Linked DNA regions of Sus scrofa: region 2 is linked to region 1. The links are chromatin contacts, called in public HiChIP or PLAC-seq maps. All regions are on one chromosome and are shown on one strand. The core of a region is the stretch at or near the end of the contact, and the rest is flanking DNA. Distances in the headings are between cores, read along the strand shown. Region 1 holds the start of LOC110261101. Region 2 overlaps SPEN (msx2-interacting protein).

Region 1 (5,944 bases), core at 184-2,683:
CGCGGCAGAGCCCAAGCCCAAAGGCAAAGAACAAAGGGGACGCGCCCGCCTTCGCTCCTTGGGCAGCCTGCGCGTCGGCCCGGCCCCGCCCCTCCCCGCCGGCAGCGCGCCCCTCCCCCATCACCCTGCCCCCCGCGGCCACACGAAATGGCGGCCGCGCCACAAAATGGCAGCCGAGCTGATCCCCCCCAGTTAGAGCTGGAGGAGAAATAAAAGGCGCCCGCCGCAGGCCCCTCCCCTCTAGCGCAGCAATACCAGCCCCAGCTCCCTTCTGACGACACCTGGGAGCCCAGAGCACTGGGGCGCCTCCGTGGCCGCGTGGAGACACCCTGGCCTTCCCACGCCGCCCCGCCCGACAACCCTAGAGCCCAAACAGCCGGGCGCCTTTGTGCCTGCGCTGGCTCTACGCTTCCAAAGGGCCCCTTCTGCTGGAGACTCTCAAAGAGCTTGCAAGCTGCAAAACACTGAGCCCCACACACCCTGCCAGGAGACCCTTGCCCGCCCACGATGCCCCCTTGGCCCCTCGCAGGCAGGGAGCGCCTGTTCCTTAGGGTCTCCCCTGCTCAAAGCTCTAGCTCCAGGTCGCCGAAGTCAATACAGGCAAGGGGGGGGGGCGCTCAAAGAGGCCCCCAAGTAATGGTAAATTATGGAAGGGAGGCCAAAGCCCCACGCGTCCTTCGGTGGCCACGTCGAATCCCAACACGCTGAGCCCACACTCGAGAGCGCAGCGAAGAGCCATGGTGGCCCAAGAGTGCAAGGGCAGCTCCAAAGCAAGGATGTCAGCTTCCACTCCACAAACATCCAGTGAGCATTTTTTATGCATTTCACCTTTCTCCCCTGCCCTCCCCCTGCAATGCCCGGGCTCAGGGCAGAGGAAGGAGCAGCTGCTGCAGTCCTCATGCTTTTCCACCCTGGCGTGAAGGTCTTGTGGGCTTGGGCTTTGCTGTGGTTGTGGCTTGATGGATGGAAGCAAGGCAGCGACGGTGTACTTCAGATTTTTTAAATTTTCCTCTCCCAAACGCTCCCTTTTCTGCGCTCCCCATCCCCCAGGTTCCCTTGGGCTCCGTCTTTCCAGAAACTTCTCAGGGAAACTCGCGAAAATGCCGCAGGGTAGGACACCGGTCCCCTTCCGGCGCATGCGCGGAGCACTAGGCGGCAAGCTCAGCGCGAGCGCGTGTGCGAGTGTGAGAGTGGTGCGTGTGCGCGCGCGTTCGCCGTGTGATGGGCGGGGCGGTTCTCTCACAATGAAGGGAAAAGTTTTTCTCCCCTCCCCCAACGTTCCATCGTTGCGCAAGCGCGTTAGGTCAACTCCCCCGCCTTTGGGAGAAGACTGGGGAGTCGCTGCTCCGCGCGCCTGTGCACCGGCTTGTCTGTGCCGGGCTCTTTTTCCGCGTGGCCAGCGGTAATATGTTTGATGTGAAGTGAGTCTGAACACCTCGGTTGTTCCCTACTCACTGTATTCTCTGCTCCCACTTGCGGAACTAACCTTTTGAGGGGTTATTAATTACCTCCAGCGGGTTTTCTGGAGAGTGGCCTTCCCTTTGTTTCTTAAGAGCTGAGGCTGAGCTGTGTCTCTTGGCCCCTTTCCACCCCTGCCTGCGCCATGTTTAGAATGAATCCTCACTCGAGTTGGTGACTGGAGTGTGTTTGGACCCTTCTCCAAACATCCTTGGCCGAGGGACTGCGTGATGGCCCAGCTGGCTTCCGAGCAGACTGCAGTTCTTGCTCACTAAGCCAAAATAAAGGTGTTCATTTTTTGGAACGCTGCCCTTGGTCCTGACACCAGCCTCTGCTCGGGCTGGCGGGGCTGGCAGCTGGGTCGGTGCGTGGATACAGACAAAGGGCCTTGGCGTACCGCTCGGTCTCCATTTGCAGAATTGAGCTTGGAGCGTGGTAACCATAGTAACCGCCTTTACTCTTAAGGTGCCTATTGTTTTGTTTTCCTTTCCTCTTCCTTTAGGACTGCCCTGGAAATTACTGCCAGGGTTGTGGGCTTTTGAAAAAACTAATCCCCGCCTCCCAACCAGGCTCTTTACCTTACCATGTAATCCACTTCCATCCAACCCCGTTTTGAAATCCAGCGGGTTAAATAAGGTCCCCTGGCTCATGGAAGCTTGCTACTACTTGTCCGGTCTTCCTTTCCTTGCCACTCTTCTTTTTGAAGTAACTTCGTTTCCCTGATGGAGTAATTGCCTTCCTATATTCGGTACCGCGGTATAATGTACCTTCGGAGCCTCAGAGATGTAAGGTTTTAAAAGAGGGAGCTTGCTCGCAAAGAGGGCAATTTGGGGGCTGTAAAGACTGATGTGGCAGTTGTTATTTGGCATTTTATGGTCTCAGCACCTGCTAACTCCCCGCAGGTGCTAGTGAGCCATTGACCACGCCCGAGTCCGAGGTCAGTCTAGGTCATCGCTCTGGGCGGAGCCACCCGATGGGTCCTAAAGAAGGGAGATCTTTCTTTCCTGGTGAGAATTTTGAGTTAGTGCCAGATTCCTAAGAACTCTTAGCTATGTTGAGGCTGTTGAAGTACTAGCAAGCAATTAGAGTAATAGCAAGAGTTCTACCTCTGCTAACAAGGCTGTTCTGTTATTTGAGGGTTGGAAACGACCAGATCAGCAGTCCCTTGAATTTTCAGAATATCTATCAGAGATTCTGCCTTAAAAAATTATGGTTAATGAGAGTCTTTAAAACAAATTTCCTACAGTAAGGATAACGCTACAAAGTAAGGGGTGGAGAATTTTTGACTATGTACGTTTTGCAAATTTAAATAGGCATAACATCAAAAAAACACGTTTTTAAAAGGGCCACACCACAGCATATGGAAATTCCCAGGCTAGGGGATCAAATCCGAGCCGCAGCTGACAGCCTATGCCACAGCTACAGCCACAGCGGATCAGAGCATGTGTGCAACCTACATCGCAGCTCACAGCAACACCTGATCCTTAACCCACTGAGCAGGGCCAGGGATCAAACCCTAGTCCTCTTGGACTAGTTGGGTTTGTTACCACTGAGCCATAATGGGAATTCCAGCATCAAAGTACTTATGTGCTATCTGATAATTAGAGTCTTGGGAAACTGATGTTGAGGGAAACAATACATTTAAGTTGAAAACTATGAAGGACAAAAGTAACCTGGTGTAAAGCCACTTTTTCAGGCAAAATTTTTTTTAAAGTAAAGGATTTAGGCTTGAGTGTGTGTTTAAATTATTTGTAGGGGTGGGGAAAACACAAACCCCTTTTTTTTAGTTCATCTCACCTGGCCCCTCCCACCAGCTAACAGTATACAGTGAATTCCTTTTTTTTTTTTTTTTTGTCTTTTTGCTATTTCTTTGGGCCGCTCCCGAGGCATATGGAGGTTCCCAGGCTAGGGGTCGAATCGGAGCCGTAGCCACCGGCCTATGCCAGAGCCACAGCAACGCAGGATCCGAGCCGCGTCTGCAACCTACATCACAGCTCACGGCAACACCGGATCCTTTAACCCACTGAGCAAGGGCAGGGACCGAACCCTCAACCTCATGGTTCCTAGTCGGATTCGTTAACCATTGTGCCATGATGGGAACTCCTACAGTGAAATCTTTAGTTATGACCTGCTTGTTCTGTTTTCTTAGAAATATCGTTTTAAGTAAATCTAGCAAAGAGAGTTATCTTGAGATAAATGCTTTTCAGCCAAAGTATTTTCTAAATAGAATTGTAAGGGATGGTTCCCAAGACTTTTGTAGCATATAGCCTGAAAAAATTCTGTTATCTCCTTTATCAAAATACTGACATTTAAATGTTTAAGTATAAATTTAAAAATGATTCCGTAGAGGAGTTCCTGTCATGGCTCAGTGGAAACAAATCTGACTAGTAACAAATCTGACAAGGTTGAGGGTTCCATCCCTGGCCTTGCTCAGTGGGTTAATGATCCAGTGTTGCCATGAACTACGGTGTAGGTTGCAGGTGTGGCTCGGATCCTGCATTGCTGTGGCTGTAGTGTAGGTCAGCAGCTATAGCTCTGATTCGAGCCCTAGCCTGGAACCTCCACATGCCTCGAGTGCAGCCCTCAAAAGACAGTAATAATAATAATAATAATTCCATATAAAACAGAATCACAGACATAGAGAACACACTTGTGGTTGCCAAGGGGGTGGGGGGAGGGAGTAGGATGGACTTAGATTGTGGGGTTAGTAGATGAAAACTTTTACATTTAGAATGGATCACAGTAAGGTCCTACTGTATAGCACAGGGTACTATATCCAATCTCCTGGGGTAGACCATGATGGAAAATAATATAAAAAAACAAACAAACAGAGAGTTCCCGTTGTGGCACAGTGGAAACGAATCCAACTAGTGTCCATGAGGATGTGGGTTTGATCCCTGGTCTCACTCAGTAGGCTGGGGATCTGGCACTGCCTCGAGCTGTGGTGTAGGTCGAAGATTGGGCTCGGATCCTGTGTTGCTGTGGTGGGCATCTGTGGCTCCGATTTGACCCCCTAACCTGGGAATTTCCATATGTACAGGTTTGGCCCTAAACAGCAAAAAAAAAAAAAAAAAAAAAGGCGTGTGTGTATGACTGAGTCACTTTACTGTACAGCAGGAATTGGCACAAAATTATAAATCAACTATAATTAAAATTTTTAAAAATTAAAAAAACTAAAAAAATTCCAGCATTCAGGAGTTCCTGGGTGGATCAGCAGGTTAAGGATCCAGTGTTGTCATTGTTGCCCTGCAGGTTCAATCTCTGGCACAGGAATTTTTGCATGCCGTGGGCACAGCCAAAAAAAAACCAAAACAACAAAAATATTCTAGCATTTAATTCAGAAATATATCATGTCCTACCTAGTCTTTAAATAGGATGTGGTTTTATTTTAAGCCAAGATGTTTCAGGTTTCTAATTATGGTATATTATATAAAATTAGCAATCATTACCATCCTGAAGATTAATAGCAAAACACTGAGGCAGTTATGTGATTTAAAGAAGCATTAGGGAGCACCCATCATGGCTCAGTGGAAGCAAATCTGACTAGCATTCATAAGGACACAGGTTCAATCCCTGGCCTCGCTCAGTGGATTAAGGATCTGGCATTGCCATGAGCTGTGGTGTAGGTCACAGACAAAGCTCAGATCTGGAGTTGCTGTGGCTGTGGTGTAGGTCATTGGCTACAGCTCCGATTCAACGCCTAGCCTGGGAACCTCCATATGCCTCAGATGCAGCCCCCAAAAGACAAAAATTAAAAAAAAAAACATTAAGAAGCATTACTAGGAGTTCCCGTTGTGGCTCAGTGGAAACGAACTGGACTAGTATCCATGAGGATGCTGGTTCAATCCTTGGCCTTGGTAAGTGGGTTAAACATCCTGTGTTGCTGTGGCTGTGGCATAGGCTGGCAGCTGCAGCTCTGATTTGACCCCTAGCCTGGGATATCCATAGGCCAAAAGTGCAGCTCTAAAAAAGCGAAAAAAGGGAGTTCCCAGCGTGGCGCGGCGGAAACGAATCCAACTGGGAATCATGAGGTTGTGGGTGAGATCCCTGGCCTGGCTCCATGGGTTAAGGATCCGGCGTTGCTGTGAGCCGTGGTGTAGGCCGAAGACGTGGCTCGGATCTGGTGTAGGCCGGCAGCTACAGCTCTGGTTAGACCCCTAGCCTGGGAACCTCCATATGCCAAGGGTGTGGCCCTAACAAAGGACAAAAGACAAAATAAAATAAAATAAAAAAATAAAAAAGCACTATGAAACAGCAATTATTTCCCGTCGTGGTTCAGCCAGCAGTAACAAAGCTGACTAATATCCATGAGGATTTGGGTTCGATCCCTGGCCTTACTCAGCGGGTTAAGGATCCAGCATTGCCATGAAGACTCCGCTAGGATCTGGCGTTGCTGAGGCTGCAGTGTAGGTTGGCAGCTGCAGCTCCAATTTGACCCCTATCCTGGGAACTTCCATATGCAGTACAAAACAAAACAAAACAATAA
Region 2 (5,710 bases), core at 1,220-3,719, 99 kb after region 1:
ACGAATGCAACAGAAAGAAAAAGAAAAAGACCAAAAACCCAAAGAGATGGAGAAGCAGGACGATACAGAGGATCATCCCAAGACCCCCGAATCTGCTTCTGAGAATAAAGAGTTGGAACCGAAAACTCTGTCTTCGATTGGACCTCCTAGTGTCACGGTTGTAGCTCCAGAGTCGGCATCATCATCACTGGAGAAGACAGCTGCTGAAAAAACAGGGGAAGTGCCCTCAGTGACAGAAGAGAAGACCACGGAGCCAGCCTCTGTCTCGGAAGAAGCAAAACCCGTCTCTGAACCTGCTCCCATCGCTGTGGAACAACAGCCTGAACAAGTGGACTCACCTCCAGGAGGGGACACCAGGAAAGATGTTGCTGAGACTCCTTTAGCTGTTGAGGAAAGTTCATCAGTTGATCAGCTGCCTTATCTGGATGCCAAGCCTCCAACTCCCGGGGCCTCATTTTCCCAGGTAGAGCTCAGTGTAGATCAAGAACCTGGCAAAACCCAAACACCTTCAAAACCGATTCAGAAGCCCGAGGAAGCCGATGAGCCAAAAGTGGAGAAGCCAGACTCAGCTGCTAATGTTGAACCTAGTGCAAATCCAACAGCCGAAGTTGTTCCTGAAGTTCTGCCTCCGGCTACTGAAGATGTAGAGGTTGATCCTCCAGTGGCTGCAAAAGATAAAAAACCGAACAAAAGTAAACGTTCCAAGACCCCCGTTCAGGCAGCTGCAGCAGGCATCGTGGAGAAGCCGGTCACAAGGAAGAGTGAGCGGATAGACCGCGAAAAGCTTAAGCGGTCCAGTTCTCCTCGGGGAGAGGCACAGAAGCTTTTAGAATTGAAGATGGAGGCAGAGAAGATTACCAGAACTGCCTCTAAAAACTCAGCCGCAGACCATGAACAACCTGAGCCAAGCTTGCCCCTCAGCCGAACCAGGCGCCGGAATGTAAGGAGTGTCTACGCAACCATGGGTGACCATGAGAGCCGCTCTCCAGTCAAGGAGCCTGTTGAGCAACCCCGAGTGACCAGGAAGAGACTGGAGCGGGAGCTTCAGGAGGCGGCAGCAGCTCCCACAACCCCTAGGAGGGGGAGGCCTCCGAAAACACGCCGTCGAGCTGACGAAGATGACGAGACTGAGGCAAAAGAACCAGTGGAGACAGTCAAACCAGCCGAGGGATGGCGATCTCCACGATCCCAAAAAGTAGCTGCTGGTGGCCAGCAAGGGAAAAAGGGGAAAAATGAACCGAAAGTTGATGCCGAACGTCCTGAGGCCACCAGTGAGGTGAGTCCCCAAGTAAATGTGAAAGAAAATAACACGAGATCCAAGGCTGATAAAGAAGAAGCAGGAAGTGAACAGAAACGTGACAGAAAAGAAGTAAGCACAGACAGAAATCCACCTGAAGCCCCCCCAGTTGAAATGGTGGAGAAGAAAACAGCCCCTGAGAAAAACTCCAAGTCAAAGAGAGGAAGATCTCGAAACTCTAGGTCAGCGGCGGACAAATCTGCAAATCTGAAAAATGTGGAAGCCACTGTAAGTCCCACTGTGGCGGCCAGCCCTGTGGGGCTGCCCGTGGAGAAGGAGGCTGGGGTTGTGGGAGTCTCCTCTGAGAAGAGCGAGAGCCCTCAGAAGGAGGGTAGTTCATCATCACTGTTGAGCAGGGAGCCTGCCGAGCCCAACAAGGAGCCAGAGAAGGAAGATGTGTCTGCCTCTAAGGCATCGCCGGAAGCCAATCAGTTAGCCAAGCAGATGGAGCTGGAGCAAGCAGTGGAGAACATTGAGAAGCTCACAGAGACCTCCACCCCCTCGGCTTTCAAGGCGGCAGCTGCAGATGCCTCAGAGGGCCTCTCTGCAGGGGACAGGGACAAGCCCGCACACCAAGCCAGCGAAACAGAGCTGGCTGCGGCCATCGGTTCCATCATCAATGACTTTTCTGGAGAACCAGAAAACTTCCCAGCACCGCCCCCTTACCCTGCAGAATCTCAGACAGCCCTGCAGCCTCCTGAGGAAGGACTGGAGCCTGAGATGCATGAGGCTGTGTCTGGCATCTTGGAGACTGAAGCTGCTACAGAATCTTCTAAGCCACCAGGCAGTGTGCCTGACTCCTCAGCAGGCCTAGCAGATGCCAAGGAAGCCAGAGGAAACAGTAGTGAAACCTCCCATCCAGTGCCAGAAGCCAAAGGATCAAAAGAAGCAGAAGTTACTCTTGCTCGGAAAGACAAAGGGCGCCAGAAGATAACTCGATCGCGTCGCAAAAGGAACGCAAACAAGAAAACAGGGGGCACTACAGAGAACCATGTCTCTGAACCTGACCAAGTTCAAAGCAAGAGCCCTGCAACAGATGAGGGAATAGTAATACAAGCCCCAGAAACTCCACAGGAGGAAAAGCAGAGTGACAAACCCCAGTCCACTCCCCCTGAGTCATGTGCTTCTGACCCAAGCAAGACTCCACCCCAGGAGACTTTGTCCCAAGAAAGCAGTGTTGAGGAAAAGACTCCAGCCAAAGCGACTGTGCTCCCAGACCTTCTCCCTCCCTCACAGCCAGCCCCCTCAGATGAGGAGCCTCAAGCCAGATTCAAGGTGCATTCCATCATAGAGAGTGACCCAGTGACCCCGCCCAGTGACTCAAGCATGCCCACACCCCCCATTCCTTCTGTCACTATAGCAAAACTCCCAGCCCCTGTCACTACTGCGGGGATCCCACACCAGAGCCCCCCAGCCAAGGTGACAGAGTGGATCACGAGGCAGGAGGAGCCTCGGGCACAGTCCACGCCGTCTCCGGCCCTTCCCCCAGACACAAAGGCCTCTGACATAGACACCAGCTCCAGTACACTGCGGAAGATCCTCATGGACCCGAAATACGTATCTGCCACGGGTGTCACTTCCACAAGTGTCACAACGGCCATTGCAGAGCCTGTCAGTGCCACCCCTTGCCTGCATGAGGCATTGCCCCCTCCAATTGAATCCAAAAAGCCTCTTTTAGAAGAAAAACCGGCAGCTCCAGTAACTAACACCACTGACACACAGGCCTCAGAGGTTCCAGTGGCCACAGACAAAGAAAAGGTGACTCCAGTCATTGCTCCCAAAATTACTTCTGTTATTAGCCGGATGCCTGTCAGCATTGATTTGGAAAATTCCCAAAAGATAACTCTGGCCAAACCAGCTCCTCAAACCCTGACTGGCCTGGTGAGCGCCCTGACTGGCCTGGTGAATGTCTCCTTGGTCCCAGTGAATGCTCTGACTGGCCCGGTGACCGCCCTGAAAGGCCCCGGGAAGGGCCCAGTGGCCACGCTGAAGGGCTTGGTGAACACTCCTGCTGGCCCCGTGAATGTCCTGAAGGGACCCGTAAACGTTCTCACAGGCCCTGTGAACGTTCTCACCACTCCAGTGAACGCCACCGTGGGCACAGTGAGCGCTGCCACCGGCGTGGTGAGTGCCACCCCAGGCACAGTGACAGTCACGGCAGGCGCCGTGACTGCTGCCTCTGGGGCTGTGACTGCCGCAACAACAGGTGCTGTGACTGTGGCAGGTGCAGTGATCGCACCTTCGGCAAAGTGCAAACAGAGATCCAGCTCTAATGACAACAGTCGGTTCCACCCAGGGTCTATGTCGGTGATTGACGACCGCCCGGCAGACGCGGCCTCTGGCACTGGGCTGCGCGTGAACACTTCAGAAGGGGTTGTACTCCTGAGCTATTCGGGGCAGAAGACGGAAGGCCCGCAGCGGATCAGCGCCAAGATTAGCCAGATCCCCCCAGCAAGTGCAATGGACATTGAGTTCCAACAGTCGGTGTCCAAATCCCAGGTCAAACCTGACTCCGTCCCGCCATCGCAGCCTCCACCCAAAGGCCCTCAGGCTCCTTCGGGCTACGCAAACGTGGCCACGCATTCGACCCTGGTACTGACTGCCCAGACGTATAATGCATCTCCCGTGATTTCATCTGTCAAGGCCGACCGGCCGTCCTTGGAGAAGCCTGAGCCCATCCACCTCTCTGTGTCCACACCTGTCACCCAGGGCGGCACAGTGAAGGTCCTCACCCAGGGCATAAACACACCCCCGGTGCTGGTGCACAACCAGCTGGTCCTCACCCCAAGCATAGTCACCACTAACAAAAAGCTCGCTGACCCTGTCACCCTCAAAATAGAGACCAAGGTCCTTCAACCGGCGAACCTGGGCTCCACTCTTACTCCCCACCACCCTCCTGCGCTGCCCAGCAAACTGCCTGCGGAAGTGAACCATGTCTCTTCGGGGCCCAGCACCCCGACAGATCGAACTGTCTCCCATTTAGCGGCCACAAAGCCAGATGCCCATTCCCCTCGACCTAGCGGGCCAGCTCCGACCCCGTTCCCCAGGGCGTGCCACCCCAGCAGCACCACGTCCACCGCGCTCTCCACCAACGCCACAGTCATGCTGGCTGCAGGCATCCCTGTGCCTCAGTTCATCTCTAGCATTCACCCAGAGCAGTCTGTCATCATGCCGCCCCACAGCATCACCCAGACTGTGTCCCTCGGCCACCTGTCGCAGGGCGAGGTGAGGATGAGCACGCCCACGTTGCCCAGCATCACCTACAGCATCCGGCCAGAGACGCTTCACTCTCCTCGGGCCCCCTGCAGCCCCAGCAGGTAGAGGTCCGGGCCCCGCAGCGTGCAGGCACCCCCCAGCCAGCCCCGGCCGGTGTGCCCGCCCTGGCCTCCCAGCACCCTCCTGAGGAAGAGGTGCATTATCATCTCCCTGTTGCTCGAGCTGCAGCCCCTGTGCAGTCGGAGGTGCTGGTCATGCAGTCCGAGTACCGACTGCACCCATACACCGTGCCGCGGGATGTGAGGATCATGGTGCATCCTCACGTGACGGCGGTCAGCGAGCAGCCCCGGGCAGCAGATGGGGTGGTGAAGGTGCCCCCAGCCAGCAAGGCCCCTCAGCAGCCAGTGAAAGATGCTGCCAAGACGGCAGATGCCAAAGCTGCCCCCGCCCCAGCCTCTCACGGTGAGGCCCGCATCCTCACAGTCACCCCCAGCAACCAGCTCCAGGGGCTGCCCCTGACCCCGCCCGTGGTGGTGACCCACGGGGTGCAGATCGTGCACTCCAGCGGGGAGCTGTTTCAGGAGTACAGGTACGGAGACATCCGCACCTACCACAGCCCGGCGCAGCTCACACACACGCAGTTTCCAGCTGCTGCCTCCATCGGCCTGCCTCCCCGGACCAAGGCTCCCACTCAGGTGAGCGTGCCCGGGATCTGGCTTCCGGTCCAGATAGTGGGGGAGGTGCCAGCAAGGTCCCTGACGTGTGTTGTTCTTGTGGATTTAAAGAGGAGCGTTCTCAGTGTGGGGCTGAAGGGATCAGATCACAGCTTGGAGAACCCAGGGAGTGGGTAGAGTGCTGGCTTTTGCCTGCATGGGTGAGAAGGCAGGGAAGAGGTGACCATTTTGGGGGACAGGACTGGGGAGAGGTGATCTCTTACCAGAATCCTCAATCCTGAATGCCCATGGGCACACCCATCATGTTAAAGCTCCTTCTGGGGGGCCTGGCGACAGGAGATGGCCCTGCAGCTGACCGGCCCAGGGGCCCATGGCTGGTCGGTTGGGGGCAAGATGTTGTTTGTGCATAACAGGCTCTGACTCCGACCCTTTCTCTCCCCCCACCCCCCAGGGTGCCCCTCCTGAAGGCGAGCCCTTACAGCCCACTCAGCCTGCGCAGTCTTCCCAGCCTCTCCAGCCTGTG

The links. HiChIP or PLAC-seq counts read pairs in DNA pulled down with a chosen protein or histone mark.
Region 2: a contact with region 1 is called in an H3K27ac HiChIP or PLAC-seq map of alveolar macrophages. The contact joins the enhancer-like site here to the promoter of LOC110261101 in region 1. A contact is called at or near these places in 2 of 5 promoter capture datasets (fetal liver and liver), 6 of 47 Hi-C or Micro-C datasets (embryonic fibroblasts, fetal heart ventricle, liver and 1 more) and 2 of 2 datasets of contacts at active chromatin or transcription factors (alveolar macrophages and skeletal muscle).

The regions. Positions count from the first base shown.
Region 1 is chr6:75,000,987-75,006,930 of Sscrofa11.1, forward strand. LOC110261101 reads right to left here and starts at 1,434. Exons shown (of 1, transcript XM_021095392.1): 1 at 1-1,434. The coding sequence starts at 1,138. The coding sequence ends at 572.
Region 2 is chr6:75,098,857-75,104,566 of Sscrofa11.1, forward strand. It overlaps SPEN (msx2-interacting protein), which reads left to right. Exons shown (of 16, transcript XM_021095393.1): 11 at 1-4,592; 12 at 4,595-5,208; 13 at 5,639-5,710. Among named protein-coding and RNA genes, the nearest start is that of ZBTB17, 42 kb to the right of the region's middle. Within about 2 kb of position 2,470, at least 7 of the 83 cell types and tissues checked have an H3K27ac peak or open chromatin away from gene starts, as enhancers often do. A contact at or near this core is called in alveolar macrophages, where this site is marked.